Linked DNA regions of Bicyclus anynana: region 2 is linked to region 1. Evidence: chromatin contacts called from public Hi-C data. All regions are on one chromosome and are shown on one strand. Each heading gives the region's core, a stretch centred on a gene start, on an enhancer-like site or on the middle of the called end of the contact. The rest is flanking DNA. Distances are from core to core; before and after follow the strand shown. Region 1 holds the start of LOC112050730 (transmembrane protein 147). Region 2 holds the start of LOC112048820 (putative E3 ubiquitin-protein ligase UBR7).

Evidence for each region. Hi-C and Micro-C count contacts between places; a contact is called where the count stands out from the background.
Region 2: a Hi-C map of whole larva shows a contact between it and region 1, with 4 times the contacts expected there. The contact joins the promoter of LOC112048820 here to the promoter of LOC112050730 in region 1. A contact is called at or near these places in 2 of 2 Hi-C or Micro-C datasets (whole body and whole larva).

What each region holds. Positions count from the first base shown.
Region 1 is chr9:249,538-256,772 of ilBicAnyn1.1, forward strand. It overlaps LOC112050730 (transmembrane protein 147), which reads left to right and starts at 5,455. Exons shown (of 5, transcript XM_052883479.1): 1 at 5,455-5,670; 2 at 5,877-6,018. The coding sequence starts at 5,594.
Region 2 is chr9:581,068-587,840 of ilBicAnyn1.1, forward strand. It overlaps LOC112048820 (putative E3 ubiquitin-protein ligase UBR7), which reads left to right and starts at 5,243. Exons shown (of 2, transcript XM_024086488.2): 1 at 5,243-5,550. The coding sequence starts at 5,386. LOC112048816 (radial spoke head protein 9 homolog) reads left to right here and starts at 349. Exons shown (of 1, transcript XM_024086484.2): 1 at 349-1,164. The coding sequence starts at 349. The coding sequence ends at 1,164.

The DNA of each region.
Region 1 (7,235 bases), core at 4,205-6,704:
AGCCAGACCTGGACAAATTAAGAAAATCTCAATCTGCCCAGCCAGGGATCGAACCCAGGACCTCCGTTTTGTAAATCCACCGCGCATACCACTGCGCCACGGAGGCCGTCAAAATTTAGGCCGCCGTAGGATTTTTTTCTTTGACAACTGCAAAATGAAAAACCACGGAACAGTGCGAAAATTGAATGTAACGTCTTTCTTATAACAATTTATGCTTATGAAAGCTGAAATGCTTTTATGCCATCGCGGCAGAAGAGACACGGTTTTATTGAGGATATTTATTGCTGCTAGGCTCAATAAAGTACAGCAAAAAGCGGCATAAATAAAGACATAAAATAAAATTATTAGAGAAACAAAAGTAGGTATCCCCAGCGGCGGGGCAGGCGCGGGTAATTTTGCATTGAGATCGATCGGAGGGTATCTACGAGGGCCGGTGAGGAATGTCGCATTAGGGAGTTTGCATGGGGTCACCGTAAGCCGTTTCCGATAAGGCCCCCGGGCCGCCGCACGGACTTTCGGCATTTTGGGCTCAATACGCGCTTATCTGCCTTCCACACTCGCCTGCAGCGCGCGTGACGTGAATAATACATTTCTCTGCTCACCCCCAAATTGAAATCATTTTTCTATAACTTCTGCAGTAATGATGGCTATTCTTACAAGATTTCTCAACAACTTCATAGGTTAGGTAGGTGTCTACTAGTAGAACACGGTACACAAATCGTCCAAGGGTGTTTATAAACCTTTTCTATATTATATTTGGGACAGTTAGGAAAAACCATGATCGCAGTCATCTGACACTTTTCTCTTTTACCAATGACAGTTATAGATTCGGCGGTCTGTGAAAGGTTGTCCATGGTCGACAAATGGTCGAGGTATAAGTTAAAAAAATCCCTAATGAATGAATGATAGTTTATTCACAAAAATGTAGATCAAACACGATGGTACAAATAGAATTGATACATTTTACCATAACTGGTGTATGAAAATGGCAAATGTGAACCAGATTATTATGTCATGATTTAATAGTGGTAAGTAAAATCGAAAACTTAAAATTAAAGTTACGAGGGTTCTAACCACACCTTAGTCCGAGAAGAGCCCACAACAAACTCGGCCAACAAATATACCCTGTGAAGGTAAATAATTTTCAAAATCCAGAGATTATCCCTACGAGTATAATACCACAAACTTTAGCTCTCTTTAATTTCTTACAGTAACTTACTAGTACATAGGTCTCGAGAACTTATTCACTTATCCATAAACAACCGTTTAGCCGGTAGAGGGTGAGGACTTGATCTGATCTTGTCGCTATACTAAATGGATCCCTAAATCGAAAAATATTGGTAAAAGACCCTTACATCTTTCAAAAATCTATCCAAAGATACCTACACTATGAAATAAACGAGTGGAATAATCATCCCTTGTATGAGAGGTAAAAAAAATATTTTCCAAGATTTTATTGTATGAGTACATGACATTTTTAATGTATATACTTATGCTAATTTACAGCTTTCCTAGTAGTAATTGTCTCTGCGCTAAACCACGGACGGACGGACGGACTAACAGACAGACAGATTTGGCGAAACTATAAGGGTTCCTTGTGGACTACGTCACTCTAAAAAGGAGTTAGTAGTTAACACCACACCTATAAATTATCTCAAAAGAAAGATAAAAGACAGTTAAAAAGTGTAACAACGATTAGGTACAGATTAGGAAGACCGAGAGGGTAGCAAAAAGCTCACGCCGCAAGATTGAGATCTCGAGCAGCAGCGGTACCGGCGTCTCCACATGATAAATAACCTTTCTCCCTTTTTACGCGGAGGGTGTCACGCAAAAAAATGAATAAGGAAATTTACCTAATGGCCGCGATTCTTTATACTCCATCGCCATTGTGAGAGGACAATGCTGTAATGGAGGGATAACGTGAGTGAACCCCGAAGAATCGCATTTTATTTTATTCATCCTTTTTGTGAGAACTTTTTCTCTCTGAATTTTTTTGTACTTATGAGCGCTCTGTTTGTTTTTAACCGGTAGAGGCGTCTTAATATAGTTATTATGAAACAACTTAACTAAGAACTCAAACTGGCAAAGACGCAATTATATTTATCTATACTAATTCATACAAGGCTGAATCAATAGAGGTACCTAATGAATTCTCAAGGTACCTATGCATTGCATTTATACATCTATGAAGTGCACGCTACTGCTTATTGTAATTGTTTATTCCTGCGTGAAATTAGGATTTCCGCTAATTGTTTCCAAATCCAGTTAGTAGTTTTTGCATGAAAGAGTACATACCATCACTACAATATTTTTTTCGCAAATCTCATTTTTTCGGGACAACCTACGAGTATATATTAAGAGTAACAAACGTCCACACAAACTTACGTCTTTTTATTATTAGTAGGATGAAATTAAGATTTTGGAATTAATAATTAGTAGGCATTTTACCGACTTTTTTAGTTTTTATAGTTGCTTTAGATTTAAGAGCTACAAGTTACTACTTTAGTCTTATGTGAACACACATGTGACATGCAAAGATTTGCCTACCCTGAGTACTGGCTCATTATTAAACAGTATAAGAAATTTTTTTTGCAATTTTTAAGTACAGTGCAGAACATATTTGCATAATACGTTATCTAATTTAGCTATTACCTACCTGCTGTATAACACACATACTTAGTACTTACCTACTGGCTACTATTTATTTATAATAAGATTTGTTATACAATCAAATTAGAATTTGTAAATTTATAAATTTCTTGAATTCCCAAGACTGATTGGAAAAAATATAATATCTAAAGTACTAGCGAGGACCCAATTTAATATTTCCCAATAATGAACTACACTTAAGTATATATTTAGTTGTGGTTTACAAAACTATTCCCTTTAAAAGTACAACATTAAAATTGTTTTACTGTGTACCTATGAATTTTTCAATATTGCTGAATTTCTTTTCATAATATTCTTTAAGTCTGTGGCTAAATTTTCATGCTAGCTACATAATAATTAAAGTATAATAATATATTCTTATAGTCAAAAAGCACAAATTCTTACCACATACAGTATGAAATCCAAAAAATCACCACCACACTGAGAAAAATTTAATATTATGATTTTAAAAATTTATTTCTACTGCTCACAGTATCACTCAAATTATATTTAAGCTTACGTAAGTAACTGAGGATGGTATGCAAATATGTGAGACAGGTTCCTCTGACACCCGAAGGGAGACTGCCGTAGAACACACCGCTGTCCGAGCACTCACCGAGCCGGACCCACACAATTCCTCGGACGAATAAAATCTAAATTCCCAAAACCCTTCCCTGCTATTGGATAACAAAACCCCAACCCCGTTGCGCGTGTGCTAAAAAACATAAAGGGTTAAAAAGGTTACCCCTTTAAAAAGCACCCTCTATTTTTTATCTCTTTCTTCACATGATCACCCCTTAGTATTGAGAAATTGAATGACCAAGAGACCTTTTATGATCAATTGTAATGTAAATATAAACAAGACGGAAGTAATTGTAAAAAATATATAACTGAGCAATTGAAAATTAATTAAGTAGCAAAATGTATATTAAAAAAGTTTGTGTCAATTTAGCCAGTCTAATTTATGAATTACAATTTTATCAAGCTTATATAAAATAACAAGTACGTAAAATAAGCAATCAAAATAAAAGTAACTCATCCTAATTAATTCATCTAAAAAAAACATTACAAATTCAACTTTTTGAATAGCGCCGAAATGAAAATATTACTTACTTACTTAGTACTTCGCTCCGTTTGGCGTTAGTGGAGCAATAGCAAAGGGCAAACTGCTAATGACAAAAATTCAAAACAAAGTTTCAAATTAAATTACGTAATTAAATTAATTATAAATTATATTAATATTGATGATTTATTGAGTTTGTTTTTGTTTTGTGGTTTCACTATTTATATAGTCATTCCTCTTACGCAGTTGATTAAGTATGTATCCCTAATTGGAAGGAAGGCCAATTTTACTTTAAAGAGTTTGCTTTCACTAAAAATCATACAAGAAGATCCAAAAAAAAATTAAAAAATTTCTTTACAAAATTTTATTTAAAAAAAGAAGACGGCTTAAGATACGTCATCAATGTCATTGTCAATCCACTTACAACTGTCAATGTCTATTTTAGATATTGTGAATTGTCTGTGGTCAGTGCCAGTGGTGCCAGTGGTGGTGAAGGTGCAAAGATTATACTCCAAGGAAATAAAGTGAAGGCACATACACGAAAACATTGGACATGCAGCGTTACTATTTCCGCAAACGGAATATTTTAGAGCAAAAATACGGCAATTTTAAATGGAGATTTTGCTTTTTATTTTTTTTCATCGAGGTACACTTACTTATAAAATAGTTTAAGAAACCAGTTGAGAAAAACAAAAAAAAGATAAACAAAATTCTGATACCTGGGATCGAACTTATGATCAATTTAACTTACCTTGATTTGATTTACACTATAGTATGCGCATTATCATCTGAGTCGTCCGGTCATAAAAGTCAAAAAAGATAGGAATGTGCAGCGCGCCTACCTGCGCACCCTAATTATCGATAAACGGCTACCTGCGCACGTGCTAATGATGAGTCAATAATGATTTGGACGATTCTGATTGGTCGGTTTCTAATGTAATTGCATTGCGTATTTTTTTTGCTATAAATGTGTTTACTGCAATTAAATAAATACATTCATGTGTTACTCGTTGCGCACTATGGATACTAATATATAATAAATTTGGCAGAAGACGAAGATTCTGATGATGAAGACTCAGATGAAGATTAATTTTATTTAGTTAATAATTATATAATATGAAATATGTATTATATTAAATCAAATATTGTTAATTTTTTTAATTTTGTGAACAAGATACGATAATAAACTTTACTTATCGATAATATGTCTTTCATTGTTACACCCTTCACTAGACGGCTCCATAAGACCCATAAGTGCAAGCGAGATAGATATAGAGAAATGATTTATGGCCCTAAGACTCAGTTGTTAATGCTATTAGTATAGACCAAATGACTAATATAATCTCAGACCAATTATAGAATTAATTATTGTATAGGACCTGCCTCGCAAGACGTTACTTTTCTGTCAAAGTATATGATCAACGATCTAATACGATTATAAAAACTGTCTCTATAGAATCGATGTTAAATAGTTGTAATCGTGTTCATCGGTTAAAGAGCTCCGTAAAAATACCGTTTTGTGTAATTGGATTGTGTAAAAAACGTGCAAAAACTTCTAGTTTACTATAAGATATATACAAATTCTAAGCTCGTTTTCCTCAGAAATTGACAGACAATTTTGTTTGTGACTATGAATGCGATGCAGGTCCTTCTATAATTGGTCTGAGATGTATGTAATCTTCTTCTCCATAAACTAAAAATTATTTGCTTCAGCCCCTTGAGGGTGACATTGACACTGACAGTGACAGATGAATTGTGATCTTCATTTGACGTTTGTGGATGTGAATAATGGTGATTTTAAAGTGTTAATTAAGAAATTAAGATATTTTTCGTAAATAATTGTTGTTTTTTAAGTTATAAGTTCCGTTGCTATTATTAAAAATGACTCTTTACCACTTTGGCAATTGTCTAGCATTAGTTTATGCGCCTTATCATATGGCCTATAAGTTTTCTGGGATGTAAGTTTTTCTTTACCTAATTAGGTCAATTAATAAACTTAATTCTTATTTTGCTGGTGCCAAATTAATTATTTTAATAAGATAGGTTGTTTATGAAAAGCTGATGTGCTGTGTAGTGCTTCAGTCATTGAGTAAGCGTAAGCCTCACAGTATTGATCATTTGGAGGTTATAGTTTTTACTGTAATTGGTAAAACTTTAATTTCAGATCAGAGTATGCTACGTTCTCAAAATGTGTTTATGCCGGTGGGCTATATATTTTCACCCAGTTGTGTAAAATGCTGTTGCTGGCCACATTCTTTCCGGATTCAGATAACATTCAGAGTGGAGGAGAATATGATGTGTTTTTAGTAAGTATTAATTAAATATTACTGTATGATATATTAGTAGTTACTGTAGAGTTTGTGCTATTTTTCGTTTAGTCAATCTATTCTAGGAAATCCATTTGACTATTGTGACAAACTGACAGACTAAACATGTGGGTTTGTGCAAGTTGAACACATCCAGAGCCTGTGAATGTCCCTGAATAGATTGACTATATCAAAGAAAAGAAACCTGTGTTGAGGATAACATGTCTTATGTGTATTGCCACATAGATTATTCAGGTTTATGTGAAAACACACCTGAGGTACACTTGACTCCTCATTCTCTTATATTTTTTAGCCAGTGTTGAAGATGAATTGCTACTGGAGAGCTATTTGGCTCCATTAGATATTTAGTGGCCAATAGCAACATTTCAAATATCAGCCTTTCTTTTGTCCCAAAGTATAAATATATAAATTTTTGGTTTTATCTTGTCTTGAGATAATTAAATTGGTGTGTGCAACTTAGGCCAGCAATATTAGACTTAAAAGCCATAGAGCTTCCTTTAAAACCTTGAAACACTTCCTCAGTGATAGAATAGTTAAACTATAGAATAAATTTCCTGACAATGTGATAACTGGCAAGTCACCAAAAGTGTTCAAGAACCGTTTGGATATAAAGCTGCTTAGTCTATAATTCATCATCATCAACATCAACCCATATTCAGCTCACTGCTGAGCTCGAGTCTCCTTTCAGTATAAGAGGGGTTAGGCCAATAGTCCACCACACTGGCCCAATGCAGATTAACAGACTTCACACATGCAGAGAATTAAGAAAATCCTTTTGTATGCAGGTTTCCTCACAATGTTTTTCCTTCACCGTTTGAGACATGTGATATTTAATTTCCTAAAAATGCACACAACTGAAAAGTTGGAGGTGCATGCCCCAAACAGGATTTGAATCCATACCCTCCAGGACCAAAGGCAGAAGTCATATCTACTGGGCTATCACGGCTCTCTACTATAATTATAATAAAAATAATACTATAATTATAGACTAAAATATACTTGAATAAAAAAGTGTAATTAGAATATAGATAAAATATAATTTTAAAATTAAACTAAAATATAATTTTATTTTAGTCTATAATATAATAATACTAATAACAAGAGTTCATGCTTAAACCTCTATGCTGGGGGTAACCCCTAGGGGTTACCCCCAGCACTAGTGCTGCAAGCAGGATGTAACATATACTCAGAAGCAC
Region 2 (6,773 bases), core at 3,993-6,492, 330 kb after region 1:
TGATTGTGTGTTTGTATGGAATTAATAGGCTCTGAAACTACAGAACCGATTTGAAAAATTATTTCACTGTTGGGTACCTACACTATCCCTGAGTACTACAGGCTATAATTATTATATATTATTAAGAAACTCTTTGAAAACGTTTTTACACAAAATCTTTTAACAAAGGTTTTTTTTTTCAAATAGTTTAAATTTAGTTTAATATTTAAAAAAAAAACTTGAAAAGGTAACATTTAACCTGTCACTCTGTTGTCTTGCGCATGTTATGAAAAATAAATTAAATATTATTATAACAATTACATTACAAAATATATTTTAGATATTTGGTAATGTTTTTATTTAAAAACCATGAATATCCACAAACTGTGGGAGTACAAGGAATACGTCAACGTAAACGGAATGATGCTGAGCAGTGAGCTGATATCGCTCCTGCACAACTCTCTGACTATGCTGCAGGTGGAGAACCACTTCCTGCACGTCCAGTACTGGGGCCAGCTGTACGCGCTGGACGCGGACTACCACATCGCGGTCGGCATAAACAGGGACGCGCTCACGGACAGGAAGTACTACTACACCACCGACTTCAAATTCTGGGGCTTGCTGCCCAAATCGAAGAAGAAGTACAAACATCTCGCTTTATTAACCACATATCCGTTCAGCGGTGACCCGTCACTGAAGATCAAAGTTTTAGATGAAGCCTTAGACGAAAATAACCCAGACAGATGTCCGGTCATGAAAGAGGAGAGTCGTCTCGCTGCAACTATTAGCAACATTTGCGACGAAGCAGGAATATGCGCTCGAGGACAAATCCTAAAACAACCAGATGGGACGATTGTCATAAACCCCAACTACTACGGACTGACGGGCTCCGAGGCGAAGCTCCTCAAGTCCTATCTCCATATACGGACTCCACAGCATCGCTGGAATACCAATCTTCTAACCAGACAGGACTACAACTACAGCATGGATTTCTTGGACTCGATCGACCAAGACATACCGAGCGGCTGTTGGAACCTGTCTCTCGAGCAGAACGGCAGTGTTGTGTATTTGAAGAGTCTATATTGGCCCGGCATGATGTATTTCCATAAAGTGAGAACACCGGAGGCTGGTTTTTTATACGTTGGTAACGGTAGAAAAAATTTGGATGTGCCTTTTCTACTTTGATTGTAGTTTACTGAAGAATAAAGGCCTTTTATAAAGCTTTTATGCTAATTCAAGGAAATAGGACCTACATAATGACCATTCTAAATAAAGTCAACTTACTTTTTTCATTGAATTAATATGAAAGTGTGACTTTAAATCGAATTATCATTTTTAAAAAAAATTACTAACGTAAAAGCTGCAAATATGTATCATTATTATCAGCCGATGTCCACAGACATAGGCCTTTTGTAGGAAATCCCAAACATCACGATCCTGAGCCGCCTGCATCCAGCGAATCTCTGCGACTCGGCTTAATGTAAGTCCACCTGGTGTGGGTCGACCAACACTGTGCTTTGTAAAGCGGAGTCACCATTCCAGCACCTTGAAGCCCCAAAGTCCATCGGCTCTTCGTACTCTGTGCCCCACCCATAGCCACTTCAGCTTCGCGATTTGTTGAGCTATGTCGGTGACGTTGGTTCTTCTGCGGATCTCCTCGTTTCTGATTCGATCATGAAAAGATACTCCTAACATAGCTCGTTCCATCGCCCGCTGTGTGACTCTGAGCTTCATTCGAGCCATGACTTCGTATGAGGCCCATAGTTAGCGACCAAAACTCAGGACCATAGGTACTGGCAACATACTGGCAACACGCATTGTTCGTAGAATTTTGTCTTCAGGAACTGAGGAATTTCGGACGAAATAGATTAAGAAGCTGTGTTGTGTAAAAAGTGCGCGAAATATACAATGTTCACGGAAATTGCACTTTGCTCGCAAACGCTTGTTTCTAGCTCCTAGTGCCAATCGAGGTGGGAGGCGCCAAGTACGGTTAACTTGGCGCCGAGGTGAACCGTGCTAGACTATGAAAAATTGCCTGGCGAGTTTGATATTTGTAATTATTGGAATTACCCGATATTCTTTAGCTTTAGTTTTAGCTTCCTTAAATTAAACGCAAACGTGACATATTTCATAAACGCACAAATAACAAAGATTTTTGTAATTTTGTTTGAACGCCCATACAAATCCAACGATCAATAAGATCAACGTCATTTCATGCCGTTTTGTAATGGGGCGTTTTTCAGGGAACCGTGGAAGTATCGCAAATCCCTATAGCTCCGAAAATAATGATCGCAGATATCCTGTTACTTTTATAAAATTGCTTTCCTATTAGCATACTCTTAATTTATGTTTAATAAAAAAAATACTGTCAACATGCCTCCTACTGTCGTAACACAGTCTTTACGACTAATTGGAGGGGAATGAGAATATTAGTCATATTTCAAAGAAATATTACCAATAAAAAATATTTGTAGTAGATATCGTAATACATTTTGAAGAAAAAAAAATTCTTGTATTAAAAATTCAGCACCTCCCATTCATTTTTATTAGCAACAATATTGTAACTACAAAGAATAGACACAAGTTTTATACAAAGCTGGATACCTACACTTCAGTTTCATACTTCTTTTACAGGATATTTTTTTAAATCGGGTCATCTTAATATAAAAAAAAAAATTATTGCACTATAAGCTTCTTCTATAAAACAAATACAGAATAAAGAATGATTCAGAATGAAAATGAGTCTTTACAAGCTACGGGGTGAGTCCGGTGCCCGGTGAAACCCATTAAAAAAAAAATTTTTTTTCTTTTGTATTTCAAGATTTAAAACTAACAAAAATGGAGAATATTGATTATTTTTAAATGTTTAGCTAAGTTAGGCTTTCTGTATTCTCCGTTAAAAAGAAAAAAATACTCGTGAAATAATTATTTCGATACGATAATTAGTTCCCGAGATGTAGAATTTTAAAATGATTTTTGATTTTTGATTTTAATTTTTGATTTTTGATTTTAATAAAACGCCGCGCTCCGTGATTACATCGTCCGACATTAATTTGCTCGGCCAGTATAGGCATTTTATTCTACTGCCTTACCTACTGACGAACTAATGGTTAGAATTAAAAAAATGTTTTTGTGTTGATAAGCCCATTTATCGAGGAAGGCTATAACACTATAAGCTACATAACATCACGCTACGACCAATAGGAGCAAAGCACCGATCAAAAATGTGGCCAAAACGGGGAAAATAATGTTCTGCCGTCGCGTCGGCTAGTCTTCTTAATGTGTGTCTATAGTGATTTGTGATGTGTACGAGTAAATGCGGAAGGTCATTCTCACAAAATCTCGAAAACCGCTTGACCAAGATGAAATTTGGTAGGGAGGTAGTCTATAATTAGTAGGTATCTGCTAAGAACCTATTTTGCGATAGGGCCGCATTAAAGAGGTCTAGAGGCTCTCACAAGTTTGTATGAAAGTCTTTCATTTATTATGCTACAAACTTGAAACTTAGCAGGGAGTTGCTTTATAGTTTTTAGATGTCTGTTACAAACTAATTTTGCGACAGGGCCTAGTTGGTAACATTCTCCATTACGTAAATTATTACCCTAATAGTCGAATAATATGGAGTACCTATAAAAAATATGGAGTATTTTTATATTTTATCTCTTATTTAGTTTTTGTGAACAGTTTTTAAAATATTTAAAAACTTATAACTCCATTTTTGTGGAATAATATTGAAAATTACTGATGCGACGCTTCGTGTCGTAGTGACTCAAGAATGTCTTTGTTTTTGAATTTTGTATTTAGAGCGGCTGCGACATCGTCGTGTTCCGTGCGCTCTATCTGCCTATTATTGATTAATCTCTGGTATAAGATGGTCACCCAAAGATTTTTTTTAAAAGTTAAAACTATTCAAATTATAACTAATTAAATACTATTCAAATTATAACTAGCGTTTTATCCAATATTTACGGGACAACCTGATTATGACAGTAACTATACCTTATTTGTTAATATTATTAGATATATTGAATCCTACTACAAAGGGGATATGGGATATACAAAGAAAGAGTACATAAATGCTTAATAGTATTATACTGCCTTTGATTAAATATAGGTACGTCTCTATAATCAAAGTACACTGCATGTTTAATCTATGGATTATTCCATTTTTGAACTTTCATTCATTGTTGTTCTTTAGCTCACTCAATCAAGTTTCTCTGTCTGACTTTACTTCATGTTCATGTTCACTCTCTCTTCATTATTTTGCCAGTTTGTCTTTGCCATGGGGGTGAAACTTCCGCACAGTTCGCTTACGTAAAATATTTTGTATGAAGTGCTGTCTTCCAGCGCTCACGGTACAAAAACTTAAGCGAAGTTTTCTCAGGCACAATATAGATGGCACGCATGAAGCACATTATTTGAGTTTTAAAATATGACAGTTTAGCTGTCTTTGAATTTTTTCTGTTGTTACTATAGTGATGTTTATGTTATGTCAATAAAAAGTCAGCACACAATCGGGATCAGAGTTTAATTTAAAACATGGTGACAGTGGTGAACGAAAAATATTAAAATAAGATGTAATCGGTACAAATAAGTGTTTATAATGGGTATTACTTGTGGATTTGGTGTGCATAGTGAATAATTAACCATGGAACATGCTCGACCACCATCGGAATTATGCTCAGAAGGCGGCCCGGTGTGTCGCGAAACGGCGTGGCGAAAATGTCGCCAGCAATTTTACGAATTCTTAAAGGTGATCAGTGGTTATTTATAATCATAAACGTCAATAATCATAGTTGGTGCACTAATGTTATCAGGCTGCTGAAGTGCATTAAGATATTTTCATAATCACAAAAGAAAAAATAAATCGTTGAATAATAAGAATCTTCTTTTCTTTCTTTGATTAAAAATCCTTGAATATTTAAAGTATTATTGCAATTTGTTTTTCTTACTTCTATATATTTATAAAATTTGGCTATTTTAAATATTTGGGTACATTAGTATTATATAGTGAAATAGGTGATTTTGTAAATATTATGTTTATGTTAAATTGTTTTCATTAATAATTCTTATATAAGAATTAAGGAAAACAAACAGCAATAGTCATACAACTAAAATATAGATTGTACTCGTAGAGAGAACGCCATCTATGGGTAGCCAATAAATCTAATTAGAATGCGCCATCTAGTGATCAAGGTACATAACTTTTCTTAACCGAAATGAGAGTTGCGTATCTATCTCAATATATAATGTATCATCTATGGTCTTTGCTTTGACTCTTTGTCGCTGTAAAAAATATTGGCGCGTCTACTCTAATTTAACCGGCTTCTTTAATACTTTACTTTTTGTACGTTTTAATATTGATTCATTCCAATTTACTTATAATTTGCAACAAATAAGTACAAAATGGAAACCGAACCGCAAAATACCAGTGAAGATGCCGAATTGGCTGATTGCGATGGGGAAAAAGTTGTGACAATGATGGACGTGTTGCAAGAACAAGAAGATTTCGAGGAAGATGCTAACGCCGTGTTGGGCGCGTCCGATGACAAAAATTGCACGTATTCTAAGGTAAAGCAGAAGCTAAATCTTATGAGCTAATTTAATAATCGTCACACAACGTATTGTAAGCCTTCAACCAAAGGTCAGAGTTAACGTTTTTTAACAGCTGCGACTTAGCCGTCAATGGCGTAGAGTGCATAGTAAAAACCTTTTTGTTTTGAATAATGTTCGAATATTCATGAAAGCTGTACTAATAATAACTTTGATTTCATGATCTAATTGTAACATATCTTTTGAAGACATGAAGTATTTAGTTAAAGACTGCAACTGAGTACTTATTCTTTTCAATAGGCCTAGTATGCGCGCTATTTGCCTTGAATGTGTTAAATTGAAGTCCTAGTTTTCCAGTATTGTCTACTACTACTCATCCTACCATACCATACCATACTGTTGGTCCTTCGGTTTTACATTGGTGTGTAAAACAGAAAGAACTGCAGCAATACCCGCTTATTCCGTTTTTTTACACCAGAAAGTACCTAATCTGTCATCTTACCATTACATTGAAAGCTAACTTCCCAGAATATATTGGACTATACAACAATGCAATCTATTTTATTCATTATTCAAGCAATACCTTATAGTTGTTTTACTTTATATTGTATTGCTTGAATAATAATAGTTACACTAGTCACACTTTATTATATAACTAGCGGACTCAGTCAAGCTTCGCTTTGATTTATGTGCACTTGTTCCCTAACCCTACTCTACATTACTCTACCCCTACCCAACCACTTGACTCTTTGTTTGTATGGGAAATAGAAAAGGGATATTATATAGATGTAAGCTATGGATACCCAGTTTGGGCATAGCCTTAGTTGTCAAGTGACTCATAGGGAGTCTGATTTTACTTTTGATTTTCCATATACTGGATATAGTGATTTACCATGTAGTAGCACCTCTCGCCTAGAAAGTCACTTGATACCTTTATGAATGCTATCCTTTTCCTCATATTTAGATATGGTGTGCAAGGCTATTGTAATTTTTTATTGACATAACATGGAGCTGTGGACTTGTGGAGTATTATGAATGATATTTAAACGGGTACATACAAAATTTTGCCCCTAACAGCTGACTTCACTTCTCATCTCGCAACTTCAGTCTCGTCGTGACCACGATCCATGCAACTGGGTCGAAATATCGACAATAAAAATCTCGTCGTTTTATCGTGGTATGTACCCGTTTAAATATCATTCATAATGAACAACCACGAAATAAGTTTAAAATCATTTGTG